6 separate regions of the Mus musculus genome follow, and all the other regions are linked to region 1. A link is a contact called in public HiCAR-type and HiChIP or PLAC-seq data. All regions are on one chromosome and are shown on one strand. The core of a region is the stretch at or near the end of the contact, and the rest is flanking DNA. Distances in the headings are between cores, read along the strand shown.

Region 1 (3,220 bases), core at 509-3,008:
TGATGCTGTCTGGCCTTAGGAAGAGAGAAAGGGTGTCTCCTTTCCCCTAAGGGAGCAGAGAGTTCCAGAGACACCGGTGGAAATATGCCACTTTAACCTGACCATCGAGTCGCTTCCACTCCAGGCACTTTAGGCTCTAGGAGTCTCACCGTTGGCATCTCCGAAAGCACCTCAGGATACTCAAGTCCCCACTCTGTCTGGCCCACCCACGGGCAAGTCCCCAGCGCAAGAACCAGCTCTTCTGGCTTAGATGCCCTCCGGCAGACAAACCTTCGCGGCTCAGAGCCTGAGCTGCCGAGCAGGGGCGACCAGAGCACTTTGGCGGGGCTGGGGGCTGCCGGTCGGGGGCACGGCACGAGTGGCTGGAGCGAGGCGAGGGGTGGAAAAAGGAGGGGGCGGCGGGTGGACTAATGATGAAAAAGTCTCCTCCATCCTGGCTCCTTAATTAAATGCATGGAAAGAACCGAGGCGCGCACATCTGGTTTCAATCTACAGCCCTTTGATGGCATCAAATGTTCTTTTCCCAGATCAGGGCTGGAAGTTCTGGGCTAACTATGGCCGTTTGGAGCACAGAAACCATTTATACACACTGGGACCCTTCCTTCTTTTCAATTCAATCTCATAGCTACAGGAGAAGGGGAAATCTAGCAATCAGGGGAGCGAGGGGAAACGTATGTATGTGTGTGTTTAAAGAACATAAAACGCCACAAATAAGCACATACTATTTTACTTACTGGCCATATAGTAACTCATTCCTAATGAGACTATTAAAGCTGTTACCAGATTCCAACAGGTCATGAAAACACCGTCCAGCACCGCTCTGCCCTCTGTCAAGCCTGGTCATAGACTTCGACCTTCCTCAGTCTCTGTGTTTGCCAGGGCCTCACCGAACTGGATACAGATTAGCACAGAGCCCACCCCACCCCCAGCTCCTCCTGCTCCCCCCAACTTCTTCAGCCCCAGTGTTCCTGTCTGCTCTGATCTGGGGCAGCCTCGGCTACGAGCAAGAAATTAGAACATTGGCAAAGGTAGGGGAATTATCAGGACGGACTTTCTTCTGGTTTAATGAATATGTAAATTTTCTACTGTCTGAAGCCTGGGGATTTCTGGTGGCAGCGAAAGTCTCGAATCCATTCGAAGCTGAAGACTTCTGGATCTGCCCAAGCCGTCTTTAGATCGTAGAGAGCCTCCCGTTATTATCGCTCTTGTTATTTTATTACATTATTTAATAGGCTGTCTCTACAGAGCCAAACGAGCTTTAATAGGCTTGCTCTTTTTTGCCGTTCAGTCTCAGACTCTCCCTGCGCTCTCCGCCAAAACAAAGCTGCAGGAAAAGTTACTGGGGGGCGGTGCAGCCGCAGATTTGACTGTTATAGATGTGCATCTTTTCCCTGTTCCTTTTTCTTTTTTCTTTTCCTAACAAGTTTGCCCTCAGCTGTTATCAAAACATGCAAATGAGATATTCCAAGAGGATCTCAAACAAATCCGGAGGAGTTAATGCTGAAACAAAATAATCAGCCCCGTTTTAAAGTGACTGCGGGTTTCGGGCACTTTTCTCTCTGTGATACTACTGCAAGGGAATGATAATTAGACCTTTATTTTAAAAATCCAAAGGGGCTCTCTCCTTAGCTTCCCTCCCTTTTCCCTCCCTCCCTCCTTCCTCCCTCCCTCCTCCTCTCTTGCTCCCTCCCTCTCCCTTTCTCTCTGGCTCTGATGTTGGCAAAGGGGTTTTCTTAATCAGACTGTTTTTTCGGTCCGAGGAAAAGGAGGTAGGAGATTGTGATGGAGAAAGGGGGTCTGTAAAACGTCAGGCGCCGCACAAAGGCTTTGCCACGTAATTACAGGCTCCTATTAAGTGGAGATCTGCCCTCCCAGGGGTCTCCAATTTTCTTGTATTCCCTACAAAGCCTCCTCTCCATGCCAGCCTGTGCCTTTTGAAGTGCCAGAGAGCTTCTTGATCCAACTGAGAAGGGAAAAGGAGCTCCGCACGGAGAAGGGGGAGAGAGCGGAGGGAAGGGGGACCGCCACCCTTCTGCAGACTCTTGAAGCCCCGCTTCTTTATTTCTTATTTTTTTTTCCTCCTTACGAAGAGTAAAGTGAGAATCCTGCTCTCTAATACATCTGCAAGACATCACTCTCCTGAAATTCTAGTCACTCCCGAGAATCCACAGGAGTGCAGAGAGGGGGAACGCGCTTTCTTGAAGACATTTTAAAGCTGGAACAAGCCTTCTTCTGTTGGCGCTTGAACTCTTGCCGGGGGAATAACTTTTTTTAACCTCTTTCTCTAATTTTTTTAAAGCCACTTTGATTCTTCTCTCCACCCCTTCTTCTCTCTTCTGTTTGCCTAACTCCCCCGCCCCGCTGGCCTCCCCTTTCCTCGCTCCCCCTTATTATTATTTTTAGTGTCTGCGAGTGGACGCTTTTTAAGAGTTGAAAGGGATATTTTTTTTCTTTTTGATCTAAGCATAGGTTGTTTGTTTTGTTTTTATTTTTGAACTTTTTGGTGTGGATTATCTCTCTGGACCGCGCTGGACTTGGCTTTAGCGAAGTAACCGAGGCTGCAGGGAAAGTTACTTGTCCCGAAAGTTCTACACTTCAGAAGGGGTCCCACCCTCTGTTTCTCTCTCTCTCTCTCTCTCTCTCTCTCTCTCTCTCTCTCTCTCCACTCCCCCCTCTTTCTTCCCCACTCGGCTCCTCTCCCCCCTCACGCCCACAGCGTTTGGTGTTGATTCGAGCGGGAAGAGGGGGGTGGGTGGGATTGGAGGGGAGACCATGACCTCCAGCTACGGGCACGTTCTGGAGCGGCAACCGGCGCTGGGCGGCCGCTTGGACAGCCCGGGCAACCTCGACACCCTGCAGGCGAAAAAGAACTTCTCCGTCAGTCACCTGCTAGACCTGGAGGAGGCCGGGGACATGGTGGCGGCACAAGCAGACGAAAGTGTGGGCGAGGCGGGCCGGAGCCTGCTGGAGTCACCGGGACTGACCAGTGGCAGCGACACCCCTCAGCAGGACAGTGAGTGAGGGCGCGTGCTCCGGGGAGTGTGCGCTGGGGACACAGGGTGGAGGCCCGGGGAGGGCGGCGGGAGCGTGTTCCAGGCTTCGGTTTCGGGGAGACAAGGCGTTAAGAAGTTAGGAGTCCTGGGAAAAGTGGCTGGTTGCTGATCGCAGAAAGACCGATGAGAAAAAGAGGGCTCCCCCAATGCTGTAAGCCAAGCGGGCG
Region 2 (3,228 bases), core at 534-3,033, 150 kb before region 1:
AAATAAAGTCTTTCTCCCTTCAAGTTGTTTTGACAGGGTGCTTTATTATAGCAAATAAGAAGGAAACGGATACAGTGCTTTAAAAGTTTTGACTAATGAAAAGTTAATGCATTTCTTTGGTTCTAAGATGATTAATTGGCATAAGAATTATTAATTTGGTACAAATCTTTATTTGTGAAATGAAATAAAACATAAAAGTAAGAAAACTTTGGAGCCTACATTATGTTTTTAAATGCTGCAAGAAAGCCCATAGGTGACGCTTCTACTACTCATATTTACTTTATAAAAATCATTAGCAAGGTAAAACACATATCATACATATACATACATAATAATACATATATAATAATTTACATAATATTATGTATACATAATATACATACACATACATAATAATTTGTAAACTGGCATTGCTCTTTGAAAAGATGCACTTAGAAGCTTTTATTTTTTTAAAGATTTATTTATTATTTATATGTCTTACAGTACACTGTATCTGTCTTCAGACACACCAGTAGAGGGGTCAGATGTCATTACAGATGGTTGTAAGCCACCATGTGGTTGCTGGGATTTGAACTCAGGACCTTCATAAGAACAGTCAGTGCTCTTAACTGCTGAGCCATCTCTCCAGCCTGAAGCTTTTATTTTGAAGGAACTTTGAGTACAGTTTTCCAGAAATTGCGAGTACTTCTGAGTAAAACTGAAACCCCGTTTATTTGTTATCTTCCCACTTCTGCAAGATAACTCCACCAAATTTGTCTCCTTCAATGTCAGTTGTATCTAGGAACTACCCAAGTTTTTTATTTTAATAATAATCTTGATACAAAAAAATTCAGTGTTTACATTGAATAAAAGATGCATTGCCACTATTTAGAAATTTAGACAATTTTCACCACTCTATTCTATCTTGTCTTTTCATAAAAAGCTCAATGATCAAGTGCCCTATGGAGAGTCTTGAGCCAAGTGTTTAGGAGTTAGTGGAAAGATGGAAGGATTGAGGCAAGACTTCGTGGTGTCATGGTCTCACTGAGGAAGCCTAAGCAGTTTCCCATCTTAACTCCCTCCCAATGCTGGCATTACAGCCTGGGCCACTGTGTCCAGCTCACTATCTCACTGTTGAGGAAATATTGTATGAAATTAAAGTGTGTGTTTACTTGTGTTTCCTTGTTTGAGATAAAAATAAAATTGATTCGGTTCCTCAAGTCTAAAGAAGACTATTTATTCCCTCCTCCCTGGCCTTGAGAAGTGGGGAGCAGGTCAGGTGATCTTTGCTGAACTGTTTTAGCTGTGAGGTTCCATGTCATTAAGACAAGTGAAAGATCCTGCTTCCTAGGCACGCCGGTCCCCATGATGCTCAGCCTAATTTAGAAGAGGGACCTCGAAAACTGTTGGTTTTAAGAGTTGGTGAGACAGTCTCTCGACGACAAGCTTCAATATCTAAAGTAGACATGGCTTCCAATGAGCAGGACGGCAGCTCCACTTCTAATAAGTTAATCCAATGGTTTTTGTCATGAGCAAAACAAGAAATCATGTTTTTAATCACGCTAAAAGGTCTCTGCATCTTGTTAACATCTGGAGTTCAATCACTTCTGTGCTAAAAACCGGGGAATGCTTCAGCAGGGCATAAATCTTGCCCCTTGTCGTCCATGTGATCCAGATGCCGATGGAGAATTAACGTTCGTTTGTAACACATCTGGTGTCGGCAGCTTTGAGCAAACTCTAATAGAAAGAGTGCGGAACTAACGTGGCATTACACCTTCCCTCAGGCCAGAGGTTCTAGACCGAAGGTAAAAGCCTGCAGGTGTCCCCTGAGGGTTAGCAATAAACTGCATTAATCAGCCCTGGCACTGTGGTAAGTGTGGGGTGTTTTACATTTTCCACCGAAACTTCACAACCCAGTAAGTCTACATTCCAACTGTCGGCGCTTGACAACTCTTTAGCTCGGCCACCATCTTGAAACACAGAGCACAAAAAGAGCCAGATTCACACTGGCCAGAGTTTGAACTATGCCACAAGATGTGGAAAAAGCAAATAACAATGCTCACCTGTTAATGTAAGTATAAGGAATGGTTTAGCATCATCGGCGAGAGACTGCAGGCGAGGCAGAGTTGATCTTAAATCCCAGCAGAGGTGTGAGCATATAGAGGTCTCCAATAGCTGAAGGTAGTTTCTCACAAAGGTCGTGAGAGAACCAAATCACATGGGTGTTTTGTTTGTTTTTGTAATAAAAGATCAAGCCCAGATTTCTTAGAATAATATTCCGATTCATTTTTCTTTTTTTTTTTCTTTCCATTTTTATTAGGTATTTAGCTCATTTACATTTCCAATGCTATACCAAAAGTCCCCCATACCCACCCACCCCCACTCCCCTACCCGCCCACTCCCCCCTTTTGGGCCCTGGCGTTCCCCTGTTCTGGGGCATATAAAGTTTGTGTGTCAAATGGGCCTCTCTTTCCAGTGATGGCCGACTAGGCCATCTTTTGATACATATGCAGCTAGAGTCAAGAGCTCCGGGGTACTGGTTAGTTCATAATGTTGATCCAGCTATAGGGTTGCAGATCCCTTTAGCTCCTTGGGTACTTTCTCTAGCTCCTCCATTGGGAGCCCTGTGATCCATCCATTAGCTGACTGTGGGCATCCACTTCTGTGTTTGCTAGGCCCCGGCATAGTCTCACAAGAGACAGCTACATCTGGGTCCTTTCGATAAAATCTTGCTAGTGTATGCAATGGTGTCAGCGTTTGGATGCTGATTATGGGGTGGATCCCTGGATAAGGCAGTCTCTACATGGTCCATCCTTTCATCTCAGCTCCAAACTTTGTCTCTGTAACTCCTTCCAAGGGTGTTTTGTTCCCACTTCTAAGGAGGGGCATAGTGTCCACACTTCAGTCTTCATTTTTCTTGAGTTTCATGTGTTTAGGAAATTGTATCTTATATCTTGGGTATCCTAGGTTTTGGGCTAATATCCACTTATCAGTGAGTACATATTGTGTGAGTTCCTTTGTGAATGTGTTACCTCATTCAGGATGATGCCCTCCAGGTCCATCCATTTGGCTAGGAATTTCATAAATTCATTCTTTTTAATAGCTGAGTAGTACTCCATTGTGTAAATGTACCACATTTTCTGTATCCATTCCTCTGTTGAGGGGCATCTGGGTTCTTTCCAGCTTCTGGCTATTATAAATAAGGCTGCTATGAACATAGTGGAGCATGTGTCCTTCTTACCAGTTGGG
Region 3 (3,227 bases), core at 379-2,878, 130 kb before region 1:
CAGACCCATAACAAGGCATTATGTGGAGAGTCTAATTGGAGGTCTTCATCAAACTCCTCTCCCCAGAGCTCAGGGAAACCTGGGTAAAAGGGGACAGGAAGAGTGTAAGAGTCAGAGGGTGTGAAGGACACTAGGAGAACAAGGCCCTCTGTTTCAACAAAGCAAGGTGTATATATGAGCTCACAGAGGCTGAAACAGCAAGTACAGATCCTACATGGGTCTACACCAGATCCTCTGCGTATATATTATGGCTATCCTAGTACTTAGGGGACTCCTGAATGTGAGAAGGAATGGCTCTCTGACTCTTGTGCCCCCTCCTGGGACTCGTTTTCTTTTGTTGGGTTCTGTTACCAACTTGCATAGGATAGTTGTGCTTCGTCTTATAATTTGTTTATTTTGTCATATTTGGTTGTTGTATCTTAGAAATATGAATTGTTTTGGAATGAAAGACAAAAAAAAGGAGTGGAGCTAGAGAGGAGGGGAGATGAGGGAGGAGCTGGGGGGAGTAGAGGAAGGGAAACTATAATCAGGATGTATTATAGGAGAAAAGATCTATTTTGAATAAAAGAATAAAAGGAAAACTGTTAAAATTATTGGCTACAACATACAAGTATATGAGGAAAAATAATCAATAGATTGACAGATGAAATTTCAGTAGCATGAGATTAGGGTGTGCCACACAGACTTCATTAGAATGACCATCCCTTTGATTACATTCTTCCCTGCATAGAATGTTGCTAATTCTGATTTTTTTGCATCTCAAAGTTCAACTCATCTTTAAATCATCCTGTGAATCATTGTTTTTCCTGTGTTCTTTCTATTAAAGGACAGCAAAATGTATTAAGCTCATACAACCCTATCAGAAAATGAAGGACAATCTGTTAAATACATGTCCATCAGTCACTTTAAGATCTTAGGCCATTTAATCCAAACCTACAATGGGAGCCTATTCCAGTGACAAATGTCAAAACAGGTCTGAGAATATTAGTAAACCACCCTTCCCCCCATACCAAGCATTGTATAATAGGAGGTAGAGATGCAAACTCAGATCTCAGATTCTAAAGATTTCTTTGCCAGCTAAACCCTGTCATACTTGGTGGAACATCTGCCAGTTTTCATTAGCGTTCAAACTTCTGAAATCGCCTAGTGTGACACTTCTGATTTACAAACGAGGAAAAGAAAACAGGAAAGGTTAACGGCTTTGTAAACTAGTTTGTTAATGTCAGTGGGGCTGCATAGAGGTCTATAAGAACACGTATGTTTGTAATTAGGGCAAAGGATGTAAGGTCAGCTTGCTATTTTACACCTTTAAAATAGAACTTGGAATTAACAAGATAATTGATAGTCTTTGAAATTAGAATTCTGGCACATACCTCAGATAGGGGAGACTCAATAATGGGTAGCAAAACCATCTGAGAACGATGACCGTTTATGAAAAGTAATGACTGCCCATGACATTTATATGCATACGTTATTGTCATTAGTGCTTTGCCAACCATCTTCTTCCTCTAAAAACAAAATGAGTTTTTGGCATTGTGATACAAAGACCACGTGCCTGACAATAAAACCAGGAGACTTCCAGAGCTCACTTACTTGTCTCCTCCCTCCAGTATCTGGCTCCCATCCCACAGCCTCTACCACACTGGCTCAGGAAGTAGGCAATTTCCTGCCCTGGCTGAGCCGGATATTAAGGCTTCTTTGTTCCTTATCTCTGAGAAATAACACCTCTCTGTAACACTCCGAAGGTGGACTGGCTTGTGCACAAAGTCACCTAAGTGACTCTCTGCTATTCTTTAGCCTTAGTGTCCCCTGAGGCTCAGCAATTCACCCACCCACAGTCTGATTATAATAAGCTATGGGGTAATACACAGCCTACTGGTTTATTATTGTTTATAGAGTGTCATATATTAGAATAAAGAAGTCTTTTCCTCCCAGCGAACTAAAATGGTAGAGGAACTTCTTCTCTGCCTTCTCACTAATTTGGCCAAAAACACACATATTTTTAGGTCAAGTTATATTTGCAGAATTCATCTTTTTTTTTTTCACAGAGCCTCATAAATGCATTCATTCATATCAGTGCAGATTGAGCTGAAATATGTAGACTGTGTAACATGGGCAACTTGTTCTCTTTGGGGGCAGTACATGGAGAGATAACAACTGCTGACAACTTCATGCTCCATCCCACTCTACGGAAACGCATGACTTATCGATCTGTACCCTAGGCCTTGTTCTCTGCTTGACTGACGGCTGGTAATCACATCTGCACATCGACAGCCTGTCCAGCAGCAGGTTTCTTCCATTTGGTTGGAATTTTCTTAATGCAATATTTCTATTCAACACTTCAAAGCCTTCTCAAAACAGCTCCCTTTCCGTGTAATGCATGCCCTGCATTCCAGCTTCTTCTGTTTGGAACTCTGATACCAAGGCAAGCTGAAAAACAGCAACTATGATGACCAAGAATAGAAAATAAAATTTGGAAGTAAGAAAGAAAAACTGTAGGGAACACAGTCTGCCCTTCTTCATTAGCAAGGTTAAAGAAGTCAAAATATTCCAGACTTAAAAATTCTCGGAGATCATTTCATCTTGACAGCTCATTCCAAATATGTGGAGACTATGCTTGGGGTGATGAACAGGGAGGAAGAATGTTACAGGTTAGTGAAATAATAATTACATAGACAAAGGTTACAAACGGTACTGTGGACAGAAGTCTATGAACTCACCAGGAAGCAATAGGACAGAGTTTAATAAGTGGAATTTTAAAAAGAAAAAAATTGAAAAGCAAAACACACACATACACAAACATACACACAAAACCAAAATGATAAAACAATAAAATATAAGTAACCTAGAAATTTGCAAGTTGAGAATCAACCTCTCACTCCCCTAAGAGTTTCGACATTGAATCACAAACATAAGAATCGGAAAGGTACTTACAGTCCCAACTCTTCTTTCCTTCACACATGTCAAGTATTTTTTGTATTTATTGTATTTTAACGTATTTAAAGTATGTAACCTCCATATCATCTGGCACTGCTGGAATGATTACAGAAAGCACACATTAAAAACTATCTGTTGGATAAATGAGGTCATTCGAATTAACTTTCACATTAAAAAGACACTTTTTAAAGCTCTTGAATAAACATCCTCAGTGACTATGTCTGGCTGATGGCAAGGTTTCCCAGGCCCCAGACCAGACCATGAAGAAGAACCAAGCTGTTGGAAAGAAG
Region 4 (3,135 bases), core at 527-3,026, 200 kb before region 1:
GATGTCTCACACACATTTCATCCATACTGTTGACTTTTTAGAACAGACATTTTCAGGTGAAGATTATGAAGTTTTAAGGCTATTCAGTGAAGAGAGCTAGAGAGCTAGAGGCCAGACTAGAAGGGGCCTTGTAGACTGCATCCCCACATTTTGAATAACACTTTCTTTGGCTATTGTTGTTTCATCAGATATAAATCCATTGTTTAAAAAGCTTTGTCTTTGTACTAATTGCTGTTGCAACTCCAGGTTCCTGCTTTGGCATCAGATCCCTTTGGGTGTTGGAACCATGGTGGCTCCACCAGGCAGATATTTGAACATCTGAGTCCAGATGCACCTTTTCCTGGCACAGAGAAGAGAGCATGGACCAGTCATCACCAAGCCAGCTTGCCATTTGTCAGACTGAGGGATTAAGATCCTTTTGGGTTTCTAAACAAGATTATAAAAGTAGTGCCAGTGTTACAAAAATGATTTTAAAAATTCAATGATGTTTTCTCCTAATTAAAATGAATGCTAAGAGGCAGGAGAGGCTGCTAGGTAGTAAAGATCACTGGCTGCTCTCCCAGAGAGGACCCAGGTTCCAATTCTTGCACTGTCATGGCTGCTAACCAGTTTATTCTAGTTTCTAGGGGATGGAATGTCTTTCTCTGGCCTCCACAGGCATTGTAGACTCATGGTGCACAGACTCACATGCAGGGAAACTCCAATACATACAGAATAAAAATAAACAAACAGTTTAAAATTAATTTAAAGAAGTATGTGTATGTGTGTGAGTATGTGTATTTGTGGTTGTCTGTGTTGGGGTGTGCTAACGGTGGCCTGAAGTTGATCTTCAGTATCTTTCTTCATTGCTCACTTCATTTATGAAAGCACAGTCTTATCCTAAATACAGATTTAAGCTTGCTTGCTTGCTAGCCAGCTTTCCTGTGGGTTTCCTGTCTACCTCCCCAGTGCTGGGATTGCAAGCATCCTGCAGCTTGCCCAACTTTTTACATGGTTCCTGGAGACCCAAATTCAGGACCCTACCACTTGTGTAGCAGATCTTTCTCCATTCAGTCGTCATCCCAAGCCCAATTCTGTAACCATTACTAGAAGTAACATAAATTTTCCAAGCCTTAAATTTATCCTCTATAAAGTGATTGTAATATTGAGATTGGTGACAAGGTCATTATTTCCATTATCATTGTGTGGAATGATAAAAATGTCAGCTACTGTTACTGTAATATAAAACAGTGAAGTTAAAATTGATATATGTGTTAGAATAATAGCAGCTATAATAGTATTTTCTTTTTTAACTGACTGATGAGGATGTCTTTAATCACAGCATACAGGAAGATTATAAATTCAATACCATGTTCTTGTCTCAAAAAACAAAACAAAACAAAACAAAACAAAACACAAAAAAAATCCCCCAAAACAAAACAGACAACACAGCCTTAATCTTAGTATTCAGAAAGCAAAGGAATTTGAATCTCTGTGAGTTCGAGGTCAATTTGTTCTACATAGTGAGACTCTATCTCAAAAAAAACCAAAGAACCAAATAAATAAATAAATAAATTACAAAACAAACAAACAAAACACCTTATTGATGAGATGGGAAGATCCTTTAACTAATAATCTGACTCTGCACAGACAAGCAGAGTAGGCAAACTGACAAATTCTCAGTTTCTGAGTAATCACTAACATATTCTTTTAGTTTAAATAAACATTATTAAGAGCATGGGTCACTGTACTGAGTCCAACTTTCTGATTAAAATTTGCTCATACACTAGAAAGTCAGACTTGCTAAGACTTTAGTCAGAACTTTCCCACTAGGGAAAAAACAGTCAAGTAATTAAAGTCTAACCTTATGTGTTAAACAATATTTGCAAGAGTCAAGGATTGCTCATTGTATTCAGAACTAATAAAAATAACCCAGGATACAGAAAGATAACACAGGCATTCTGTATTCTAAGCCAGGGACACTTTTTAAACTCCAAATTTGAAGGTCAAATATAGTTTAGTAAGCTTCTTGTTTCAGTTTTGTTTTTTTTTCTATTCTTTTTCCTTTCTCTTTTGCTTGCTTGCTTGCTTTCTTCCTTCCTTCCTTCCTTCCTTCCTTCCTTCCTTCCTTCCTTCCTTCCTTCCTTTCTCCTTCCTTCCTTCCCTTCCTCCCTCCCTCCTTCCCTCCTTTTTTCTTTCCCTTCCTCCCTGCCTTTCTCCCTCCCTCCCCCTCTCTCTCTTTCTTTCTCTCTCTCTTTCTTTCTTTCTTTCTTTCTTTCTTTCTTTCTTTCTTTCTTTCTTTCTTCCTTCCTTCCTTCCTTCCTTCCTTCCTCCTCCTTTCATTCCTTTTCCCTGTCATCCCTTTATCCTTATCTTCTTCTCTCTGTTTTTTAAACCTGCATATTTCTTGGCTCTTACTATATAAAGCATAGAAAAAATAAGACCAAAAAAACCTAACTGCCAAACTATTCTGAATTAGGTGACTCTCAAGGGTACTTCTTGTCACACAGGAAGTACCAGAGATTTCATGAAATATCCAATACTAATTGTATTTTGCAGACTCTAGAGATTTGCATCTGGATACACATCTGCATTTTCTGGGTGCTGGGCCAAACTGAAACGCTCACTGTATCCATTGCTAATAAACATGTCATCAGATCCTTTGCTCTCACATCTGTTGTGAAAAATGTTATCTTTCCTGGAGTGTATTTATTTTGTCTTTAATAGCAGCTTTCATAGGTTTCAAAATAAAGATTTGCCTTCACTTAAATTCAATAGCATATGCAGGAAAGTGTCTCACAAGAGTGATGAGATAAATTAAAGATGCAGATTGTATCTGAGGTCTTAGGAAATCAGTATAAGGAAAACCAATGACTCTTAGAGAAGCCGTGCCTCTTGTCTCAGCCATTGCCCTTGGAACAACTTGCTTCTTCAAGACAGCCTATGCATCATAGGAATTCAACGGGATGCTTTAAAAATCTATTCTCAATTGTTTCATTACTAAGGCTGTCTTCAGTCAAGCCAATAACTTCCTCTCTCAGGACACCAGGCTCACAGCACACTCCCTTCTGGTTGGGTATTGCCCAGTATACAGGTCCTACCTGGTTCTCATTGATATTTGGGCTCTTAGAAAATTAACTGAGACTTTGCTCAGTA
Region 5 (3,394 bases), core at 398-2,897, 180 kb after region 1:
GGTTCAGAAGTAGTATGGCTGATATGTTGTCTTAGTTTCTGTTGCTCTGCCTGTGTGTGTGTGTGTATGTGCGCGTGTGTGTGTGTGTGTGTGTGTGTGTGTGTGTGTATATGTCTGTGTTGATAAAGAAGAGCATATAATCAAAAGTAAATTAATTTTTTAAATTAATTCGTGTTCACAAGTAATCAGTAAATAATAGATCACACCTGTGTTGGAAACATAAAGTATGCTTTACTTTTTTTCTTTTTCTTTTTTTTTTTTATTCTTTTTTTATTAGACATTTTCTTTATTTACATTTCAAATGCTATCCCGAAAGTTCCTATACCCTTCCTCCGCCCTGCTGCCCTACCCACCCACTCCCACTCCTTGGCCCTGGTGTTCCCCTGTACTGGGGCATATAAAGTTTGCATGACCAAAGGACCTCTCTTCCCAATGATGGCCGACTAGGCCATCTTCTGATACATATGCAGCTAGAGACACGAGCTCCGGGGTACTGGTTAGTTCATATTATTGTTCCACCTATAGGGTTGCAGACCCCTTCAGCTCCTTGATGCTTTACTTACTAAGGCAATATTCTATTCTGATGCTTTACTCTCTAATTTCTATAACTAAATCATTGGAGGAAAGCTACCTCTTGAGTCTGGTTCCCCTGCTTGGTGCTTCGGTGCCCCCTGAGTGCTTTTCCCCCATCACACTCAGAATTTGGTCCTGTAACTCTCTATTCTCTTGTTTGTCTCCACCATTCAACCACAAACTCCGGGAAGGAAGTGAACACTTGTCTAGCTCATTGTTTCATGCTTCCACAAAGCGCCTGGCAGGAGTTAGATGCATTAATTGAGAGAGGTAAACACCATTCTAAATATTACACAACACAAGAAAGCTGAAACATTTTGCAACTTGTGAATGTGATGTGGATATATTTAGTATTATCTTAATTGATCAGATCTAATGAGAAAAATTATAGTAAAAAAAAACCCAGAAATTTAAACAAAATGTTATCATCTCAGGCAGTCTGCCAGCTTTACACATTGCCACGTACATCCAGGCGTCTGCTTATTCACCACATTCTTAACATCACAGGCTGCAGGGCACATGATCATGCTTGGTGGTGGGGAATAGGCTTGTATGCACTGGCTACACACAGACTCTCACATTAGTGACAGACACAAAACCTCTACTCAGAACCGAAATGGTTTCACTAAAGTGGTTCTTCAAGGTTGTGAAATATAACCAAAATTCAAGTGCAAATTAAAATATGAGTCTTACTAGAAGGAAAATGCATTTTTCTTCTGCATTAAAAAAAAAAACCTTCCCCTGAATGATATGACCATAATGATTCAATTTCTCCTTCACCAATCAGCATCAGCCCATGAGATTCAGACCTGGCCCATGGAAATTTCAGCCTTAAGTCAAATATTATTTCAAAGTTAATGACAAAATCTATTTTTGCAGTGGTCTTGTTTAAAATATTTCCCCTTAATACTCTTGAAATGCTGTAATTGAAAGCAGTTATTTGAGATGCCAGGGCATGCTTCTTTAATTATGTCCCATGCCATCTGTTTCCAATGGAAGAAGAGTATCTGTTTGCAGTTACCGATCTTATGAAAAACAGGCTTGTCCCGAAATAGATTGGAACTAAAACCAGAACGCATTTCTTTCAGAGGCATCCTTTCAAGCCAATTAACTTTAATCATTATAGAAATGTTTATTTCCCATCTTAGTCTCTCTTCACATGTAAATTCCTTCAGGGGAAAAGATCTCTTTTTGTGACTGTTTGAATAGTTCCAATTTGGATTAATCAGAACCTGCTGGCCTGTTTATGTCCCAATTGTGAATGCTGGCAGCTTTCTTGATGAGGGAGGCACACACTTCCCGCAGAGACAGACCCTGAGGTGCAGTAGATACACACCTACTAGTCAGAATGGGTTGGCAAACCTCCTAGCCCCCGTACACGTCTCAGCACTGTCTTCCAGGGCGAAGAACCATGAAGCCATTTGTTGGGTGGGAGATCAACGATCATAAGCCTCATCACTGAATACCCATTTCCCCAAAGAATTCGCTATCTTCTCAGACCAAACATTACATGCTACTCTCAGGAAATATGCAAGAAGCCTTGGTAGACCTGCAGGACACAGTACCATGGTGTGGGTTATAGGTAACATCAGTCTAATTAAGAGGGTATTATTTAAGGGAAATTTCTACCTGTAGGTAAAATGTTTTATAACAGTTTTTTGAATGACTGTAAATTCATCCATTCCTTCATTCAGTGAAGCAGAATGTAAGCTCCTGGGTATTTTCTTTTTACTGTTTTAGATATTCATGTATCTAAAACTCCAAGAACAATGTCTTAGACATTGTCTCAACCAATGTTTGCTGAAATTTTCACTCCTCTATACACTGGAGAAACATGAACATAAGATATATAAAATCTCTACTTCTACAGACTTTTATTTAACATTATCAATCTTAAAATGGTTTTTAAAATGCTATCTAAAAAGCCACAAGGAATCACACTACTATTTACCTAAAAGAGACAAAAACCCTATAATACTACAATACTACAATACACATAATGATGGTTCTGCCACCAAGAGCCAAAACTTACCTAGCAAAGAAACTCCAATACTAGGCATTAGAAACCATATTTTGAGATGTTGGTCAGATCTGTCCAAGGGACTTACAAAACATGCAGCCTATTGCTGTTGCCCTTGGGTACCCCCAGAGGTGGAAGATAAGTCCCTATTGTTGAAAATGTATTGAACTTCCAAAACAGGACCTAGAGACCCCTAAGCTGAACTGACCTCAATGCTTCATCCTTGGAGTCTAGCTTTCATGGTACCAGAAGGCACCATACAAGCTTCCAAAGGAGGAAGGCAACTAACAGCCCTATCCAGCAATGACAGCTTTTATACCGCACCAATGACCAGAATGGTGTGATAACCTCAAGGGTGCAGTAGTGACACACATGCCCTTTCAGTAATCAACAGCTCTCTAATTGGATTTAAGACTAGCTCAATAAGAGAGAATACGCCTGGTACTGGAAATCTAGCTAACTGCTCGGTGAAGTTGTGGCTATGGAGGAGAATCTACAACCACTAATTTACTAAACCAACATAACCCCTAATGCCAATCTATAAACACTTATTTTTATACCCACAGATAAGTGTAATTTTCACCCCTCACCAATAAAATGTCTCTTTGTAAAAGATAGAACTACTACAGAAAACCAAAACCAATCAAAATGCTAAGTTGTGGTGCCCAGTCCCAGTGGATGCTTTGACAAAACAACTCTGGAATCGAAGGCTCAGGGAACACTGTGGAAGATGGCCAGAAAGACTGTAAGAGCCAGAGGATTGGGGAGTTTGCTGTGAGATTACTGTGACATTACTTCTTG
Region 6 (2,993 bases), core at 196-2,695, 250 kb before region 1:
ACTGGGATCAAAATCAAGTCCTTGTGCTTACGAGGCATGTATTTTACCAACCGAGTATCTTCCCAGCTGCTGTGTGTTGCCTTCTGCTGTGATTTATGTTGTAAGATAACCCTGGTGAGATAATGCAGGGTTTGGCTTGTCTGGAGTGAGTCACATCTGGGGCCCTGCCCTTGAGAGCGTTATTTAATCTTTGAGCATTTCCTTCACTGGAAAGTGGAAGTAATAATGTTATTGTGAGGACTCATTGAACTGATAAATGAACATAATCCAAAATAATACTCTGGTGTGTGGTAGCTATGTTGATAATTCACCATGACTTAAAATTTTTATCACTTAGAGTTTGAAGTTTTCTTGTTCCTTTTTGGAGTTCAGTCTGTGGCCTTATCCTAATCTTGTGTGTTGCAAAACTTTTAAAAGTGAATCACAGGGCCACTTGCATTAGTGTTCTGACTGCTTGTCCAAAGGATCATTCCTGGCCAGTTGACCATGAGCTCCGGAAAACACTGGAGTTTTAAGACAATGAGAAGCACCAGATATCTGTTAATGAAATAAATAAACAGAGAGATATCAATCAACATGATGGAAAGAAAATATCAGCAGTAAGTTCAGCTTCAAAGGCCTCTAATCTTACTGGTCAGCAAAAGACTTTCATTGCCCAAATAGCTCTTGTCCAATTGATCCTTTAGTCCATGCCCTCAGACAACAAGACATAACATTTTGGACTTAACACTGTTTAATTAAAACTTCCTATGTTTTAAATCTTTGATTTTTTTGTGTCCTAGTTAAAACTTCAATGCTGAAGTGACTCTCTAGCTAGAGCCAGGTTTTGTCAACCTCTGAAATTCCTGGGAATGTTGGAGCCCAGCTGGGCACATAAGGGTCAGATCTGGCTGTAAGCATCACTTGAGGCCAACCTGAGACAACACTAGTGAAGGCGACTAGGAAACAAATATTGCTACAACTGATTTTTTAAGATGTCAAGAGAATTTAAATTGAGATAAAAATCTCTTTGTTCTTAGCATTCTCAGCATGAGAGGTGGCAGAGATCTTGAATCACAGGGACTATATGAATTGTACACACATATATTTTGCATTTATCCATGCCATTTTGTTTCGTTTTAAGGGCCATTTTAAAAAGTGTCCTTAAATAAAATATTATTTTCCTATAAATATGTCATAACAGCTCATCACAAGAACAGTATCCCTTTAAAAATAAAAGGGAGGGAAGGCACTGTAACGGTGTGGGCAGCACAGTTACAAATTGAATTCGCCTGGAGAGGTTGTTCTCCAGGTCAGAGGAATGTAAGCAACTCATTTCTAGTGAATGAAAAAGAAAGTCAACAGAAAGAGAGAATTCTTCTGCAACATAAAAGGAGAGGTTACAGTGCAAAACCCTGACTCCACCAGCGTCCATGGCATGTCTGGGTGAAGAGTCACACTCCCTGGGTAATTTCCATACCAAACATGCAACATTTTACAAGCCACAGCAAGGCTGGCAAGGGTAAGGCCAACCAACCAAGTGCAGGCCACTTTAAATTCTCCACCAGAAAATAGAGATGAGCACAGCTTCAAACTGAACGCTTTTTAAAAATAGAAAACCGCATATTTTACATTTCTGGTTGAATTAAATAATAAGGGGAGGAGAAACTGTTCACTGTACTGAATAGAATTGACCAGAAGGCAAAACTACAATGGTTTTTTTTGTTTTTGGTTTTTGGTTTTTTTTTTTAAATATCCAGAGCTAAAGTTCTTCCTCGGTCTCAGACTCTGAACTGTGGTGTGATTTTGACATTTTAGGCTTTAATTTCTTTGCTTTTAAATTGCAAAAGAGCTCAGGCCTGTTTTAAACAGTGGCTGTGAGGGTCACATGCTACAGTGACTTGGAAAACCTACTCAGAGCTAGTTATGCTCCAATACTTGCGCCAGCTTGGACACACAGGCTGTCACTTTTACTGGGATAAGTAACCCACGCTTATGACAATGATAATAACAGCAACAATAATAGTGAAAATATGGGAAATTAGGTTCTGTGGCGCTGGCAGAGAACTTAAAGCCAATATGGAAACCGAGGAATGTGTGAGTATTGCCAATTAAGCAGTAGGGAGTGTTTGATATCTGCTTGCTGGATATATCTTAAAGGAGATGGCACTTTGAGGCAAGTCTCATGTCAAGGAGAGGCTTCTGTGCCAGCAATAAATTAGAGTGCCATTACGCATTCAGATGCTAGAGCCAAAGACAACACATTTATCTGACTTCTTGTGTTAGGAATTAGGCTCGCGTGTTAACTCCTTTTTCTCCAAGGACTACAACACACCCAGTATGAAAATTTACATTTACACAGATGATACTGTGACAATAAGGGACCGGATGATGTTATTTTTCATTTACTGTTGGGTAAAGGAGGATCCAAAAAGCTAAACTTCTTTTTTTTTTTTTCTTCACAAATTCATACAACTGAACTGAATGCCCATTCTCTTAAGAGCCTTTCAGCTCTGCCCCTGTAAACCCACCTCCTTCACCTAGGCTTGAATGCACAGTAGCTGAGCTTCCTCCTCATTTCCTTTTCAAGAGTAATAATTCATACATTTAAACCAGACCCATGCTCTATTCTATCTCTGTCTCCCTGGGTGTGGGTTAGGGTGTTTTTCTTTTAGACTTCTAAGCAAATGTGTTGCAGGTGTGAGACGCATGCTGCGCAGTCCACTAGGCAGAGCCTTCAGGAGGCTCTGGGGAGCCACACCTTTGGGATTCTATTACAAGCAGGTGAACCAAGCTGTGATCAAATAGGAGATCTGAGGGAAAGGGGCCTGCGTTCCAGGAAGCAGCCTCAGTACCCAAGCAGGATGCCTCTCTGTGGGTGAAGGAAACTTGACCATCAGATCGATGGCTGTGCAGAGACCAAGCCCAGTCGGCGGGGATATTTTCTATATTAAGAATGCGTATTGGCATTTGAGGTGATGCACAACCAAGATGAAGCATTGAGGTTGAAGAAT

Evidence for each region. HiCAR-type assays count read pairs that join an accessible place to other places. HiChIP or PLAC-seq counts read pairs in DNA pulled down with a chosen protein or histone mark.
Region 2: a contact with region 1 is called in an H3K4me3 HiChIP or PLAC-seq map of embryonic limb bud, with 3 times the contacts expected there. The contact joins the enhancer-like site here to the promoter of Prrx1 in region 1. A contact is called at or near these places in 1 of 39 promoter capture datasets (hematopoietic stem and progenitor cells), 1 of 484 Hi-C or Micro-C datasets (uterus), 2 of 115 datasets of contacts at active chromatin or transcription factors (craniofacial prominence and embryonic limb bud) and 2 of 9 other capture datasets (adipose tissue and embryonic tail).
Region 3: an H3K4me3 HiChIP or PLAC-seq map of embryonic limb bud shows a contact between it and region 1, with 2.3 times the contacts expected there. The contact joins the enhancer-like site here to the promoter of Prrx1 in region 1. A contact is called at or near these places in 1 of 39 promoter capture datasets (liver), 3 of 484 Hi-C or Micro-C datasets (embryonic fibroblasts and uterus), 2 of 115 datasets of contacts at active chromatin or transcription factors (craniofacial prominence and embryonic limb bud) and 1 of 9 other capture datasets (adipose tissue).
Region 4: a HiCAR-type map of fibro-adipogenic progenitors shows a contact between it and region 1, with 4 times the contacts expected there. The contact joins the enhancer-like site here to the promoter of Prrx1 in region 1. A contact is called at or near these places in 7 of 39 promoter capture datasets (the 3T3-L1 cell line, the HPC-7 cell line, frontonasal cranial neural crest and 3 more), 1 of 15 datasets of contacts at CTCF or cohesin (the NIH/3T3 cell line), 5 of 484 Hi-C or Micro-C datasets (the C2C12 cell line, adipose-derived mesenchymal stem cells, embryonic fibroblasts and 2 more), 5 of 115 datasets of contacts at active chromatin or transcription factors (the NIH/3T3 cell line, craniofacial prominence, embryonic fibroblasts and 2 more) and 3 of 9 other capture datasets (adipose tissue, liver and macrophages).
Region 5: an H3K4me3 HiChIP or PLAC-seq map of craniofacial prominence shows a contact between it and region 1, with 2.6 times the contacts expected there. The contact joins the enhancer-like site here to the promoter of Prrx1 in region 1. A contact is called at or near these places in 5 of 39 promoter capture datasets (the 3T3-L1 cell line, 3T3-L1-derived adipocytes, embryonic stem cells and 2 more), 10 of 484 Hi-C or Micro-C datasets (brain, cerebral cortex, embryonic fibroblasts and 4 more), 7 of 115 datasets of contacts at active chromatin or transcription factors (craniofacial prominence, embryonic limb bud, embryonic stem cells and 1 more) and 1 of 9 other capture datasets (adipose tissue).
Region 6: a contact with region 1 is called in an H3K27ac HiChIP or PLAC-seq map of embryonic fibroblasts, with 19 read pairs. The contact joins the enhancer-like site here to the promoter of Prrx1 in region 1. A contact is called at or near these places in 8 of 39 promoter capture datasets (3T3-L1-derived adipocytes, the HPC-7 cell line, embryonic stem cells and 5 more), 2 of 15 datasets of contacts at CTCF or cohesin (both in the NIH/3T3 cell line), 24 of 484 Hi-C or Micro-C datasets (the C2C12 cell line, the MC3T3-E1 cell line, adipose-derived mesenchymal stem cells and 11 more), 7 of 115 datasets of contacts at active chromatin or transcription factors (the NIH/3T3 cell line, craniofacial prominence, embryonic fibroblasts and 4 more) and 3 of 9 other capture datasets (adipose tissue, embryonic tail and embryonic trunk).

Annotation. Positions count from the first base shown.
Region 1 is chr1:163,312,188-163,315,407 of GRCm38.p6, reverse strand. Prrx1 (paired related homeobox 1) reads left to right here and starts at 1,758. Exons shown (of 4, transcript NM_011127.2): 1 at 1,758-3,013. The coding sequence starts at 2,773.
Region 2 is chr1:163,459,891-163,463,118 of GRCm38.p6, reverse strand. No RefSeq gene overlaps it. Among named protein-coding and RNA genes, the nearest start is that of Gorab, 58 kb to the right of the region's middle. Within about 2 kb of position 1,783, at least 3 of the 459 cell types and tissues checked have an H3K27ac peak or open chromatin away from gene starts, as enhancers often do. A contact at or near this core is called in embryonic limb bud, where this site is marked.
Region 3 is chr1:163,442,507-163,445,733 of GRCm38.p6, reverse strand. No RefSeq gene overlaps it. Among named protein-coding and RNA genes, the nearest start is that of Gorab, 40 kb to the right of the region's middle. Within about 2 kb of position 1,628, at least 49 of the 459 cell types and tissues checked have an H3K27ac peak or open chromatin away from gene starts, as enhancers often do. A contact at or near this core is called in craniofacial prominence and embryonic limb bud, where this site is marked.
Region 4 is chr1:163,511,657-163,514,791 of GRCm38.p6, reverse strand. No RefSeq gene overlaps it. Among named protein-coding and RNA genes, the nearest start is that of Gm39689, 66 kb to the left of the region's middle. Within about 2 kb of position 1,776, at least 16 of the 459 cell types and tissues checked have an H3K27ac peak or open chromatin away from gene starts, as enhancers often do. A contact at or near this core is called in the C2C12 cell line, the NIH/3T3 cell line and fibro-adipogenic progenitors, where this site is marked.
Region 5 is chr1:163,127,869-163,131,262 of GRCm38.p6, reverse strand. No RefSeq gene overlaps it. Among named protein-coding and RNA genes, the nearest start is that of Gm22434, 11 kb to the right of the region's middle. Within about 2 kb of position 1,647, at least 19 of the 459 cell types and tissues checked have an H3K27ac peak or open chromatin away from gene starts, as enhancers often do. A contact at or near this core is called in craniofacial prominence and second pharyngeal arch cranial neural crest, where this site is marked.
Region 6 is chr1:163,559,648-163,562,640 of GRCm38.p6, reverse strand. All of the region lies in intron 1 of Gm32333 (a long non-coding RNA gene), which reads left to right. Among named protein-coding and RNA genes, the nearest start is that of Gm39689, 18 kb to the left of the region's middle. Within about 2 kb of position 1,445, at least 61 of the 459 cell types and tissues checked have an H3K27ac peak or open chromatin away from gene starts, as enhancers often do. A contact at or near this core is called in 3T3-L1-derived adipocytes, the C2C12 cell line, the NIH/3T3 cell line and 9 more, where this site is marked.